Regions from separate parts of the Astyanax mexicanus genome. Here region 2 is linked to region 1. The links are chromatin contacts, called in public Hi-C maps. All regions are on one chromosome and are shown on one strand. The core of a region is the stretch at or near the end of the contact, and the rest is flanking DNA. Distances in the headings are between cores, read along the strand shown. Region 1 holds the start of chst7 (carbohydrate (N-acetylglucosamine 6-O) sulfotransferase 7). Region 2 overlaps slc9a7 (solute carrier family 9 member 7).

Region 1 (7,920 bases), core at 1,431-3,930:
TATATTCTAAGAAATGCAAGAGGTGAACATGTTATCAGTTTGTAAACTAAGCATAGCTGGAAAGGTAAGAACATGTGTCTCTGGTAGTTTGTTTCTTCGGTAATAAATCTTATACCTTTTGAAAGCCTGTTAATTTCTCTTTAATTTGTAATGAACATGCATTTGTGGGATAAGCAGCAGAGCTGAGTATGTGTGTTGTGCCCGTGACAAATTTGCCATTCCTCTCTGCCATTGCCAAACAGCTCATCTGTCCTCTTCTTGACTAATTTGGTGTTTGACCATCTTCTTGGGCCGCTAACTTTTACAGACATCCCCTGTAGCCTTCAACTTAGCCTTTAATTTGAAGATGCTACTATGGCTCACTCCAAATAACGCTGCAACTTTTTTTTTTGGAACACCAGCTTGAAGTTGGCCTTCCACATGGTCCCTATCCAGATCAGACAAATGTAGCATGCCTATACTTTGAGCAGACACCAACTGACCACAGTAGCATAGCCCATGCTCACATGCACTGCTAATAAGGCAGCACCCGGGGGAACCAGTGGCTTAAAACAAGGGTTAATAGCAAAATAAGCTGTATAATAATAAGAATAAGAATATTTGGCCAATTTTTCATGCAATCCACATACTCAGCACTGCTGCTCATCCCAAAAGTATGTGTTCCTTAGAAATGTGGCTCCATTAAAAATAATAATAAAGAGGCTTTATAGTTGTATGAGATTTAATGTCAAGAAGTATTGTTACAACATAAGCCCTATCCAGATAGGATTAGTTTCTCAGGAGGATGTCTATGAAAAATATTTCATACTTTCACTTAGTGGTAAAACCTCTGCATCTGGAGTGAAATTGAAAAAACAGGAGGACCAGTGAGTTTTTTGAGACTTTTGCAGTCACATGACATCGCGTTCAGCAGCTCCTCCATTTCCATTCGCTGTTGTGTGGAAACGTGGAAACGTGCGCCCAACATGACAAATAGCTATGTTATTAAACGCGTCCGGATAGGGCTTAAGAAATAATCTTCCAAACACAAATCTCCTTACATTTTGTGTTATGTTTTAATTAAATTAAACACAATCTTATTCTCACCCATTTATTGAGCGCTGCACATTGTGGCTGCTGACATCCAGGAAACGGTGAAACCTGGCAAGATAAAGAAAAGTAAAAATCAACTCTTTAAGGACAATTTAATACAGTAAAAAACATATAATTACAAACATGAACAGCTTAAGAATACAGCCTGAGCCAAACATGTCCTTACTTGAAATTTGACCAGGCGAATTTGAGAGCCATTTGGAAGTTTTGGTCCTCTTCATCTTGAATGCCAGTCATGTGTGCTATCAGTCTCTTCACCTCCTGCTCCAGCTCCTTCTCAAATTTGGTCCAGTGAGCCATCCTGCAGACACTTAGCTAAGTTAGCTAACTAGCCAATTGTAAATACGATTTTAAAATTTTAAATTACTCTTATATCTCTTCCTACTGCCATTCTGGCTTCACAGGTCTAGCTGAGCTGATTCTGTAGGTTTTCACTACGTTCATTTTAACAGCGTGAACCTTGCTTACTATCGTTAGCTAAGTTAGCTAGCCAACCGCTTAGCATCATCATAACGGCGGTTTCAGTCATACAGCTAAGACCTAGCAGGCTATCTAACCCAGCGAGCTCAGCGAGCAGGTCCTCCCCTCACAGTATTCACAGGTGCTGCGGTTATTTCCCCCCTTTACTCAGTGCTTGCTATAATAATCCTGTCGCAGTTCAGTCTCGATTTAGTGAACTGATTCGCTGCTCATTCAGTTCAGCCCGTTTCTCCTTCTTGCCGCTCAGCCTGTTTTGATGCTCCTTCTGTGGTTAAACACGAACGTATCAAGCATTAGCAGCTCTATACCGCCTCCTAGCCAACCTAGCTATAACTGATCCCAGATACACTGAGGCCCATAGACATCTATCTTGAAGCCCAATCCCATTAATAGTTTGTACCTCTACCCCTTGTTTTAAACTGTAGCCCCTTCCTTTGGAACAGAGTTACAAGAAGAAGGGGTGAATCATCCTCCTCAGAATTGGATGAGGATTCAAGAACAATAGATAGCAATGGAGCGCTATATAAGTTAAGTAACCTAGCTGCTGGGACTCTTTATCATGTTTCAGTAAACCCTAAGTCCAATTATTCTTCTTTAAACCATTGCTAATGTTTAAACAAATGTCACATTTTTGTGGTTCCTGAAAAACGTAGAAGTTAAGCGATTATTTTGGGAAGGTTTTGGTATGCACCCTTACCTTGTCTTTATTAACCGACTTATTTTCTGGATTTGGGAATTTTGCCTATTTGTGAACTTTTGTGCTTTCATATTTTGCATTTTTTTGTTTTTCCAGGATTCTATTTTGTGTGCTTGTGGTCTTATTCTGTTTGGTCTTTGCCTGATGTTGGCACCCGCTTTGTGATTTTCTTATCTTGCTTTTTTCTCTAGGCACAGGCATTTTAGGTAGCTTATCTGATCATGAACTTTTGTTTTACCTGTAGTTTCTTCTCTTTTTTTGCTGATTGTGAGCTCGTATTTTAAAGGCTGCTGGCCTTTATGTTGTGTTTGTGTGTCTGCTAGTGTACTCTACAGTCTCTCTCTCTCTCTCTCTCTCTCTCTCTCTATCTCTCTCTCTCTCTCTCTCTGTCTCTCTCTCTCTCTCTCTCTCTCTCTCTCTCTCTCTCTCTCTCTCTATCTATCTCTCTCTCTCTCTCTGTCTCTGTGGTGTGGGCGTGTTTGTTCCCTCCCCCTCTTCCAGAAGTAGCGGAGCTGAGGGCTGTTGATAGTCCTGTGTGTACCGGGGGCGCCAGATCCGAGTGGATCGCCGAGCCGAGCGCTGCGGCAATGAAGAGGAGGCTTCAGAAGAAGTACATCATCCTCATCGTCGCCTACTCGGTCCTGCTGCTGCTCGTCCCGTACGTGCTGGACTACCGCGGTCACTCGGCTCACGCCAAGCATGCAGTGCAGCAGCAGAGGTGCCCCGACCTGGAGAACACTATGGCGCTGTGGAGCGGCATCGGCGGCGGAGCGGCAGGAGGAGCCGGAGGAGGAGGTAACGGTACGGAGGCGGCGGGCGAGGACGGCGGCATCAGGAACGACACCAAGATCCACATCTATCTGCACGCCACGTGGAGGACGGGCTCGTCGTTCCTGGGCGAGCTGTTCAACCAGCACCCGGACGTCTTCTACCTCTACGAGCCCATGTGGAATATGTGGCAGGCGCTGTACCCGGGCGACGCGGCCAGCCTGCAGGGCGCCGTGCGCGACATGATGAGCTCGCTGTTCCGCTGCGACTTCTCCGTGCTGCGGCTGTACGCGGGCGCGGCCAACGTCAGCACGGCGTTCGTGTTCGGCTGGAAGACCAACAAGGTGATCTGCTCCGAGCCGCTGTGCGCCGCCTACAGCAAGCGCGACGTGGGGCTCGTGCAGGGAGACGTGTGCGCGCGCTGCCCGCCCCGCGACCTCGCCGAGCTCGAGCGCGAGTGCCGCAAGTACCGCGCCGTGGTGATCAAAGACGTGCGGGTGCTCGACGTGGGCGTGCTGGCTCCGCTCGTGCGCGACCCCGCGCTCAACCTGCGCGTCGTGCAGCTGTTCCGCGACCCGCGCGCCGTGCACAACTCGCGCCTCAAGTCCAAGCTGGCGCTCGTGCGCGAGAGCATCCAGGTGCTGCGCAGCAAAAAGCACGCAGACCGCTACCGCCGCCTGCTCGCGCCCGGCGCGCGCGCCAACCGCGCCGAGAACTACGTGGCCAGCGCCATGGAGCTGATCTGCGACGGCTGGCTCGGAGACATGCTGCTCGTGGCCAACGCGCCGCCGTGGCTGCGCAGGAACTACATGCAGATACGCTACGAGGACCTGGTGCTGCGGCCCGTGGACGAGCTCCGGCGGCTGTACCGGTTCTCGGACCTGCCGGTGTCGCCCGAGCTCGAGAAGTTCGTGCTGAACATGACGCGCGGTCGAGGATACAGCTCGGACAAGCCGTTCCTTATCTCGTCCCGGGACGCCAAAGAAGCCATCTACGCCTGGAGGGAGCGCCTCAACGTGGAGCAGGTCAACCAGGTGGAGGCCTACTGCAGCGAGGTCATGCGCCAGCTGGGCTACCAGAAGAGGAACCCGGACCAGACGTAGAGTACAAGTAAGCAGAAGGAACCGTGGAGTCTGAGCATGTGTGTTTGTGTGGGCTGATGTTTACATAATTTTCACTCTAGTGTCTAGTAGAGCACTGAGGAGGATCTAGTGATCCTGGAGGGCTAAACTCCAGCACACTTTTGAGCTTTACCTGCTCAAACAAGCCCAACTTCATCCCACTCGTTTATTTTCAAATTTCTAGTGCTAGGACAGAGGAATCAGCATAAATCTGTGCTGGCCTCCCTTGGCTCCAAACCTCTGAATACCCTCGCTAAAAATACCATATGCTTGAATCAGTAGGCATACTGCATTGACCAGAAACAATAATCAAACATCCCACCAAGCTAGTTAGCAGACAGCAATAGCAATGGCATACATATATGGTGTGTGGAAACCCGAGCTAGTCTTCTATGTATGCAAAATTTGTGTGAGTGGCATATGCATCTATGTGAATCGCTTTTTGGGTGTGCTTGAAAGTTTTAATTAGGTCATGTGTGTCACACGGCCTAAAAATGGTTTAGAGATTTGCTCCAGTCATGATCTAACACATTTAGCTAGTACAGATAATAAACGTCAGCTTAGTCCTTAGAGACCTGCAGGTGGTGTACACCTGTGGGGACCTAAGCATACTTGTGTTTTTCCTATTCAGCCCTCTCAGACAAATTAAATATCTGTGTATATTTAAACAATTCAGCTTGTTTAGTTTAAATGTTCCCTGGTGGTAATAATAGTACTATATAATGACTGTATAATATCTGGGTAGTTTTGAAAGTTACAGAATAAACTGTTCACACCCACATAAGTACAGTCATTTGGATAATCAACAAGATATTAAATAATGAAAAGTCTTTGCACCAAACACACAAACATTGCAGTGTGTGACTTCACTGAAGTTTGACTTCAGCTTAATTACTGCTGAAATCTCCACACAGCTGATCCAATCAACTAGAAACACCTACTTACCTGGTACAGGTGAGCCTGGAGGTCCCAGAGGAGTGTACTGGGAATTGCTGGTCTGAAATGATGAGGTATGGTGACTGAGCATCATCATAGTGTAAACTAGAAGAGTGTACCTTTTAGTGGTTTATTTTTTATTTTTTGATACTGAAGCTTTACTATATTTTTCTATATATTTCTTGTCAGGAGAAGGGAGTAGGCTATACACACACATTCACACAGGGAGTACAGTTTTACTGCTACTCTAATCTTCACATCATTTAATCAGACCAAACAGACACTCTGTAACTTCTATTACAGTGCATGACAACACCACTTTCGCTTTCCTGTGTGTGTTGCGTGGGGAAAAGCAGTGTGGCGTGATACACACTGAGAGTCCAGCACTCCAGCATACAGCGCAACAGGCCACTGCTCTTATTATAATATGGTAAAAATAATCAGATCCCTGATCTCTGTTTTTCAAAGGAGATCACATTAAGAAGATTGAGCTGGTTTGTTGTCTATCCTATCAAAAATGAATGCTCTTTAAAAGGCTGTTATTGCATCATTTTGCTATTATATTATAAGATCAAATACGAGAGGATAATCACCCTAGGGATATGTGTACATAGATTTTGCATATGCCAAAATGGAATACTATCATACTAGACAGTCATATAGAAGTCCTAACAGTATACCAATATTAGTATTGTAGTTATTATTGCAGTATAGTAGTGTAATTTTTTTTATCAGTTGAAAAATACGTCAGTCGGACCAATTAAATTCAAATGAAGTCTTAAAAGAAACACCAATACTGGTTCACAGTTCTCCAGCAGACAGCAGTTCATGCCAACTATATACTATAACTAAAATGTTCATATCATAGGTCAGCATGAGGGTTTGCTTAAATTGCTGGAAGGTTTTCCAGGTCATCAAGTTGTCCAGCTGTAGCAAGTCCTGGTACGATTTTGGAGACGGTTTGCCAGGAGGCAGTCTGACAGTAAACAGTGTTGTTCCACCACCTCCATCAATACTACCCTGTGTTTATACACCATAGCTGTATATAGTTGTAGCCACAATTGTAGCCATTTTTGAATCGCTTGACTGACATCCCTTAACAAATCCATTGTTAGTGTTTGCAGAGCTGCTTTTGTTTGGGTTTTGTACATTTGTGTTAGTTTCTTATTGGCTCTAACAAAGAACTTTAGTGTTCTCATTTGAAATACCATATAAAGCATATTTAAACTAATATTACAGGTCCAGTCTTATTACTATTCAGTGTACACATTACCGTATGCTGTTTTCCCAACTGCCTGCCACCTCCTATTTTCCACAGAGTCCCATGGGAAGCGACTGCTCAGTAAAAAACAGTGCATGTGCTTTTTTGGCACAGTGGGATGAATCCCTCGGAGTTCAGAAGAGCTCCTTAATGTCTGTTCCATCAGCAGCATTATTGAACTAATCAGATTACATTACAAAAGAAGAGATTAAATCCATAAACAATGAACTAAAACAAGCTCCACACAGTATTTTGTAAAAGCTGAAAATAAAGAGGAACCAGAGAGAGGAGCTGTGATGCATAGATCAAAAAGTATTAGGTCAGGATAACGAGACATCTAACATCTAAAAAGAGCAGCATTTTCTCTCAGTTCCTCCAAACTCAACACTATAACATGACTGACAGGAAAGTTACGTTTTGTCGCAATATAGCAATTGTGAAATGTGGTAGTCAACATACAGTAGTTCAGATCATCATCATCTGCTTTCTTTATCTGGCAACCAATCAGGGCTAGAAGAGAAAAAAGGTAAAGGGGTGGTTTTGGAGGGTGGAGGTGCCTCCATATCAACAGAAAAAGATAAGAAAGTGAGCTATAAAAATAAACTGTGTACAATGGCATGCTACAGTTTAAATACCAAATACTTCATAGTTCTGTTTTTTTTCTGTTTGAAGTAAGGAGAAAAAAAGAAGTACCATGCAAATGTAAGGCACCCCCAAGATATTTGTTTATAATCATCATTAAGAAAGGCCAGATGATGAAAATTTCGGAATTCCTGCCTTGACAACCAACAGCCATTGGCTCTTCTAAACAACTGCCTAGAAGGGGTGTATAAAATATGGTTGCCTGTAGACAATGGTACAGTTACAGTATAGCCGGTACAAACCCCTACTGCCTAGCATACCAAGCATTAAAATAATTAAGGCCCGCTAAGCAGGAGAAAGCTTTAAGAACATGGCAAAACATTTTGAGATTTTAATTTGAGCCATTTCCCTAGTTCATTTTGAAATTAAGAAATACAAGTTAACAGGAACACAATAACAGGAGAGAGCTCATAGAGAGAACTGCTTATTGGCTTAAAAGCCCCATTTGCCTAAAAGAAACCCTTAAGCAGTGATAAATATTGACAAATAAGTATGACCTTTACAGAGTCATTCCTTCCCTGTGCCTCATGATGCATTTAAACAAATCCTGTGGACTGGTGAATTTAAAATAGAGTGTTTGGTATAAACGAGCAAAAGAATGTTTGAAAAATAAGGGATGCAGTAATTAAAAGGGCTGTTATAATAATTTTGTTATGTACTTATTATACAATATATGAGATAAGCTAAATCATTTATGTTCGTCCATTGTGTTTCCTTACAATTGTTCAGATGCACAAAATTATATATACCTCTTCCATTATTAATGAAAAGTTTACTGTGCTTTAAAATTGTGTAATGGCATTATTATTCTATTAAATTATTATTATCAGTTGTGTAAATTGGTCAAGTAATATCCTTTATTGTGTTTTTTTCTGGGACAATATATCTTCCACAAAAATGTGGTTATCATCACTAGTAATGAA
Region 2 (7,920 bases), core at 2,550-5,049, 58 kb after region 1:
ATTGACAGCCTTGGCTAAAACAGACTGCAGGACTTACTTGCATGACACACTTTCTGTTTATTACATGGAATAACAGAGTTGTAGTCAACCGTACATTAACTGCATTTTTAATATTGAAACAATGAGAAATGCTGGATCTGGGAGAAGAATGTGGGTCAACCCATTGCATGGGTGAGTTTGGCTCCACCTCTGGTATTTACTGCACGTATGACAACAGGGTGGACAAATTTGGCTTCAGTATCATAAAAACAAATAAAGAAAAGGGAAACACAGTGACCATATTGTCTACAATCACTTTGCCCAGTTACTCGGCAAAGAGATTGATGGTTAAAAAAAAAAGAAAAGTCAATTTGCTTAATACTGATGTAAGATAAACTAGGTGTGCTCTAATTTATTGTGCCTTAAAAATTAAAAATGCCCTCAGAACTGAAACTCTCTTCAGAAATGCAGCATAAATAGGCGGGGCTAAACTGTGAAAGACTAAAAAGGAAAAAATGCCTTTAAACTAACTGCTATTATTTCGACAAACTGAGGATATTATATTTTCAGTGATTTGGGCCTTTAATAAAAAAGGCCATTAATTAACCCAACATTTTATAAGTACCTAATAAAATTTATCAGCAGTGGTATCGTGTCATCTCCAGAAATAACATTGTATGTGACCGATAGACAGTAACTTTAACCACCTAGGACCTGGCGTCCACATGTGTGGACATCACGTTTTAGGTTGTCTTAAACACAACACTAAATTTTGCTCTACACGGGCCTGGTGTCCTCTTATGAGGCCATTATACTGTCACCTAGTGGTGGCAGAAGAGTTTAACATGTTGCATTTTCGATTTTGTTCAGAAATTAAAATGAACAGAAAACACAGTAAATGTTGAATGTTCAAGGAGAACTTCAAATAAGTCATACTCCTATAAGGGGCAAAATTGCAAAATTGAGACTTCATTGTGTTTTATCGTAATATAAAACTACAGACCTCATTTGTGGACATAATTTTTCTCAGAAACTACATAATGTAAAAATGATCATTCTTTGTTTTAACACTAATCAGGTGCCAATAAGCCAAAACAGCAAAAAAAAAACATAAGCACCCTAATGAAGTATCTAATGTTTACAGCTCCATTATTTTTTTAATACAGAACGCTTTAGTCATGTTTATAATACTTTTTTTAAGGATTTTATATATTTTAACAACATCTTTTCTGGCTGCAACTGTACTGCACATACTGTAAATCACTGTCTCACATACACACACACACACACGCTTGTGTAAAACATAGGGCCCGGGATTAGAGCTCTTCCTTCAGGAAACTCCAGAGTGACCTGGCACAACATCTGGTAAACAGTACAGAGCTAACCGGGCCCACTGTCACCCACAGGAACCCCCGGTATAAACACAGGAGACCGGGGACAGTGGAAATGACGAAACACAGACAAAACACGCCAGGCTACACACATGGCTACATTAAACTGAGCCAAAACCTGCATCACTTTGGCTGCTAATTGTTGTCCTTTGCTATTTGTCACATGCAAATTTCAGCGTTGACTGGCATGCATGCAGTGGCCCAGCAGGAAAATAGGAGGGGTGCCATCCTGCTGGACTCTGCATACATTCCCAGATTAGCAAGCTGTTCCCTTGATACATGAAAGGCCAGGCACTTAATAAATAGTGCAGGCCTGAATTGCCATTAGATAACCACTGAACTGCTCATCTTTTGACATTGATGAAGCCAGTAGGGGTTCAACTAGATTAGAATTCTGTACTGACAAGCCAATGCAGCGTAAAATGTCAAACACAGTGAAAATTTGACTTGGGCTACCCATACTGTGCCGAATGTGGACATAACCTAAGATTCTTTTGAAGTAAAATGAGGGCTGGATGTTAATCTACACAGTTTTCTCTCCTGAAATCTGTTTATTTGGTTAAATAAAACACTTCTTCTATTCTTTTTTTTTACACAGTAGGCTTAGATTTCCAGATTTCCACTAAGGCTTGGGGCAGCAGCAGCAGCATTAGCATTATCGGCTAACAGTAAATGCAGCCTGACAGCTATACAGCTACGCTGAGGAACCCTGAGTGAGCTTGTTTTAACGCAGTAAACACGCAGGCTACAGTCCAATATACTCGCCTCTGAACACTGAAAGAGCTAGCGCATGGCGACTAATTCTAATGTTGCTTCAGCAGGTTCAGCAGGAGGCTACAGGCCGGTAATACTCTTTTCTGAATGGCGAAACAGCTGGCGCTTAGTGGCTAATGCGATTGCTGCTCCAGCAGTGCTAGCCAGGGTTAGCAGCAGGCTACTCGCCTCTGAACTGCAAAAGAACTAGCGCTTAGCGCTATTAGAGGCTAATGCTAATACTGCTCCAGCCTTAGTGCTGGAGAACTAAACTTCAGAGGAGTGGCTTTACTGCTCCTTACAACCTGAATGGTAAAAAATAAGATTAAAAGATTTTAAGTGTGCTTTATAATGCAAAAAAATCAGTTATGCCACTTTTTCACCATTTCATATATTAAATAACCTAAATGTATTTTGGTCTTGTGTTTTAGCTGCATTTCTTGCTGGCGGTTTTCTGAGTTCGATTACTCGCTGAGTTGATGACAGACCAAAGTCTGTGTGTGAGCTCAGTCTAAAAGAAGCTTTAAGCTAACTCTGACGTTTTTTTGCTTCAGAATCTGTTCCAGTAAAGTGCTGCTGCTGAAAACAGTCCTAAATGTAGAGTATACACTGTAAGAGGACCAAAAATGAATGATTCATTGTTCTATATTGATTATTCAGTTTATTCTGCCATTTTCGGCTGAATATTTTCAGTTTCATCCCTACACAAAACTGCTTTTCTCTTTACACTTGTGAGCCCAGTAGGGGTTAAATTAAATTAGGTTAAATTAAATTCTGGAGAATTCAAACATATAATGGGTCCATTGTGGACAATAAACCTACTTGTGATGGGTATGGTAGTGATTACTTATTACTTATGAATATGTAATACACAATAATATACAAGTAATATACTAATTGATTCGATATATCATCAGTGTCAGATGAAATACAAGTTTCTCCAAAACAGTAACTTAACAAGAGTAAGAAAAAACCTTCTTATCAATGGAAGTAAATGTCATTTTATTTTAGTTTATTTTAGGTAATTTTGTAGGATTTTTACTGGTCCGTTTACTAAAAAAAGGTTCAACAGTGTATGTGACAGTTTGCGTGTTTTATCGAGTTTTGTTCAACAAAAATGGAGATGAGGCAGAGCAGGGTTCTTTCCCATTATACTAAATATAATAAAATTCCTTTATAGGACAAAAAACAGCCACAATCCCAACCCACGCTCTGCACATATTGACTGACTTAGAATCGGAATATTGTCACAAAAATGTAAGCACTGATTTGTTTTCTCCTGTAAGCTTTTACAACAAAGCCTGGGTCTGATACCCTCAATTTAGTTATAAAAAAACAACAGCTAACATAAAAATAAAGAATGTCTCCCTCTGTCTTTGTTTCTCCTGCCAAAACACTCCAAATCTCCTTTACTGCATAGCAGCATTACAAGCAATAACATGAGCCATTTAGTCCCATCCACCGTCTAGCATCTGTCATCAACATTAGCGCGCTATAATCCTCTTTATCTCGAGAACTAGAGGCACTTATTAACAGCATGCAGAAAGCTACAGCCAGCACAAGCCTAGATAAACAACCCCCCCTGCTTTTTCCATCAGTCCTGAAGTGGCTGAGCTTCAAAACCGCCTCAAACCCCTCAGCCTGTTCTATTCAGCACATTATTATTCCATTTATTCTCCTATTTATTATTAAATTCCAGACCACAGGAGAACAGGAGGACTCCTGACGTAAGCGTTTGGATGCTTTCACAGCTGACCAATCCTGTCTGACTGCCATGGGCTGAACCATGGAGTCGTTTACTTATTGTCCTTCCCAGCTCTGATAAGCTGCACTCCACCACACAGCATGTTTTGCATAAAGATCTAATAGCTAATATGAACTTCCCTATCAGTAATAGACTGCTCCTCCTCGTCTGCTTTCACAAGAGATGTGCTGCTGCTCTCCAACCCCATTCTCTGTCTGGGCTCTCAGGCCATCGGTCACTATGGTGATCATACAAGAGCAATACAGTCCAAAGAGGTCATCGGTTACTGTGGTGAGCGTTTGCGCCCCCTGCTGGACACTGGCAGGAAATTACATCAGCGTTAAAGGAACATTTTGTTAACATTTTCCCTTTCAATCCAAATACAGCAGATCCAGCATCTGAAAGTCTAGCTTTTTTTAGCTTTTCCACAGAACCTAGACGTGATTGCATGTTGCTGTAAAACCATGCTGAAGTCATCCATCTTAAACAGTCCATCTTATTTGGTTTTGAAATACTGGTTTCTATAAAAAGTCAAAGTTTCAGACAAAAATCATCTACTTTTATTCGGAAATAACCTGTCAAAAACATTCTATAATAACAAGAACAATAATATACCAAGTATCTCCATTTTTGTGCATTTTTAGTTTACTACATAATCTGAACACACAAACTATCTATGTCACTATGTCAAAATTTCTTGAGGAATGGACCAACAGAAATTCTCCAAAATTATCTGAAATAAACACTTTTTACATTTACTTAAATAAAAGCTATATTGTTTTTTGTTTTTTTCTATTTCCTGTAAAGTTGCCATTTTAGAGGTACTTATTTTTCATTGGACAGCGACGATATACACTGTAGAGGGTTAAACTGCCAGTTCCTCGTGCTTCCATACACCCCCACAGAGGACAAACTATTTGAAGCAGAGCAGGCCTCATTTCCCATAAGACTAAATAAAGTTCATTTGTTTCCTTAAGGCCCCCTTGTGAGCTTTACAATAACGTCTCCTTTGGTTTCTGGAATAATGTTTCTATAAAAAAAAGAAAAAAAATTCAAGAGTTTAGATTTAGAGCCTATGTTTAAGGTGGGTTGTAGATTCTATATGAGGTGAATCTTGCTGTTTTTATCTGAGACAATGTCCTAGTGATGCATTCCATGAGCTACAATGTCAACATTTTCTAGTTCAAAGTAAGAAATTTGAACTGGATCACTCCTTCAGGCTGGATTTCCTACTAGGAAAGTTAGAAGAACCTCATGAACCCAGAGTTGGAAAACCTAGTTGGCTGAACTGCATATCAACAGTAGCTTCAGAAGTAGAATTAAACAGTGTACGGTATTAGCACTTGTTTCGATTTGTCTGTGAGACATTAAATCAGTCGTACACACATGGCTCTGTCCAACTTCTATACATGGATATGTTTTTACAGTGTATGGATGTGAAAAATAGCATATACAGTGGTATCATTAGAAACGTTATTTCTAAGCTGAATGTTTAACTGGAATACAGTCAACTCTGGTGAGCAATCATTCCAAGCTTTGACATCCAAGGTAAATAGAACACAGCATAGGCTCTAAATCAATAAGTGGGTTCATACATATTATTTCTTTCCCAACAGTACCCAGTGTTACAGACCTGGGGCCCTATTTTATCTATATTTAGCAATCTATAGGCGTCGTCAACCGTGCCCTGCGCAGCTTTATTTTGGGCCATATCAGTGTGTGTTTGCTACCATAACAACAGGAAAACTATGCCTTGCATGGCCTGAAACCCAAAAGACATGTACTAATATTCTTAATTAATCACAGGTGTGTTTTGGGCGATAAAGAAATCAGTGTCTCATTTGCCATTCCCTTTAAGAGCCAGGAGTGCTCTAACTTTTCAGGCGGATTGCTATTTCAATAGCGCAGTCAGTGTCCAGTGGGGACTGTTGACATCTGCCTAAGTTGTTTTCAGTCAGTGGTGCACCTCAACGAATCTCATTTCGAGACCACAATGCTCATCAACGTAGAAATAATTCAGAAGCAATGTTGCCATCTAAACAATGCAAAAGGAAGGGTTGAAAATAATATGCAGACGCAAACACTGCAATCTATATATATATATATATATTGTGGCGTGAGGAGGCGGGGGAGTTGTGGGTCCGCCCCACGCCAGAGCGCAAAGCCATGCCTGTCTCAGCTGGCCCGCATGAGGGCTGATTGAGCCGCCAGTTGAGACAGGCATATATACTCAGCCTCCGTCATCATTTGGGAGGACTTTGACTGGGGAGCTGAGGGCTGAGGCTGCGCGGACGCTAAAACAAAAGAAACTAAAGAAACTACTGAACTATAGAGCCCCACTGGGCTAGCATTATGTTTTGAGTTGTTTTTGGGTGTGGTGGAGGGCATTTAAAATAAAGGTACGTTTGAGTTCATTTACTCCCCGTGTCTTTGTTCTCTGTGAGCTTCCTCCTTCCGGGTCACAGTGGTCACGCCCCTAACCCCAGGGGCCTACCACAATATATATATATATATATATATATATATATATAGAAATTGTTAATAAGAACTAGGGCTGGGTACCATTTAAAAATGTTCGATACCGGTACCAGTTTGATACTTTAAAGTTGGTACCAATACCCAAACAATAATTTTTCGCTACCTCTTCCTAAATTTTAACAAAAAATACAAAAAGCAGTAATCTCAATTCAAAAACAACAGTATTACTTAAACTACAAATATATATGGAAAGTATCGAAAACAGGCACCAAATTTTTTTGGACCTTTTGGTACCCTGTAGTACGGAAACATTTCGGTCTGTACCTTTTTGGTATCAAATTTTGAAACCCAGCCCTAATAATAATAATAATAATAAATCATTTGTCTTTATGAATGCAATGAAAGTTTTTTTTCCCCTGTGGAACAAATCTGCTTGCATCCCTGAATAAATGTGCAGGGCAGGATCCCTCCATGACCAGGATGGGGAAAGTCTGGTCTAGAGCCCATTTTCCAAAAAAAAAAAAAAAGCGCGCGCACACACACACACACACAGTAACCATAACAGCTGCGTTACACTCTGACAACATAACACTGGTTTCAGAGTATTTCTGACCACCTTCCAGCAACTTCCCTTATGATTTAAAAGCCAAACACTTTCAACTAAAGTTAAATCAAAACATAACCTGTATTAAACACTAGTGATAATATAAACAGTTGAAGTTTGAAATGCACATTATCTTTTTCCTCAAGCACTGGTTTAAGCTTGGGGAGAAAGCTTTATATACATTTATAAAAGCATATTATACAATTCAAGAAAGACGTGGGCGCTACAGATTCTGACTTTTCTACTGCAGATCATGTTTTCCCACCACAACTTATTTTCAGGAGAGTGGATAGGCTTAACTTGCCATTTTTTCCAACCATCATGACATAGCTGAGGTATTCATTTCCTCTGAAGAGTAATAAGAGCATGTGTCACTGAACTTTACACTCATTATATGAATATTTCAACCTATCAGAGGGTGTGTACGGTTCTCTGAGGAACATCTACATCTGCAGGCCTGGCTGCTACAATGGTTATGAGCTGTGTGACATAGCAATCAAACATAATGTAACATCATAACCATCTCCTTGTTTCAACACTCATCATCCATGTTTTCATTTTTTCATTCGCAACACTGCAGTGACAAGGACATGGTGGTGGTGGTGGTAGTGGTGTGTTAGCGTTTGTATTGCTGTTTTAAGCGGATAAGACACTTAATACTGAAGTATTAAGTATACTGAAATGTCCACTCACTGTTCACTTTATTAGACACTACTACTTTTAATACAGCAGAAACAAGGGGGTGATCATTACAATATTAGGCTTGATTGATGCCAATTTTGCCTATTTTTAAGAGTTCTTTTGACCAGTTATAAAATTAGCAAAGGTAACAAACAAACAAACAAACTAAACTCCTGTATTTAAAATCTTTTACATTTTCTTCTATTTGTTACAGAAAAAACAAAGTATTGCCTGACCTGATATGCAGCCATGACAGCATGGGTGTAGTGCCACCACCAAAGACCCATACG

Evidence for each region. Hi-C and Micro-C count contacts between places; a contact is called where the count stands out from the background.
Region 2: a Hi-C map of muscle shows a contact between it and region 1, with 10 times the contacts expected there. The contact joins the enhancer-like site here to the promoter of chst7 in region 1. A contact is called at or near these places in 2 of 3 Hi-C or Micro-C datasets (both in muscle).

What each region holds. Positions count from the first base shown.
Region 1 is chr5:18,779,869-18,787,788 of AstMex3_surface, forward strand. chst7 (carbohydrate (N-acetylglucosamine 6-O) sulfotransferase 7) reads left to right here and starts at 2,681. Exons shown (of 2, transcript XM_007249094.3): 1 at 2,681-4,147. The coding sequence starts at 2,857. The coding sequence ends at 4,140. It overlaps tubgcp5 (tubulin, gamma complex associated protein 5), which reads right to left and starts at 2,644. Exons shown (of 24, transcript XM_049479090.1): 1 at 2,508-2,644; 2 at 1,259-1,393; 3 at 1,087-1,140; 4 at 1-6. The coding sequence starts at 1,392.
Region 2 is chr5:18,836,297-18,844,216 of AstMex3_surface, forward strand. It overlaps slc9a7 (solute carrier family 9 member 7), which reads right to left. Exons shown (of 17, transcript XM_022675805.2): 12 at 7,867-7,920. Among protein-coding and RNA genes, the nearest start is that of slc9a7, 32 kb to the right of the region's middle. Within about 2 kb of position 3,800, the one cell type or tissue checked has an H3K27ac peak away from gene starts, as active enhancers do.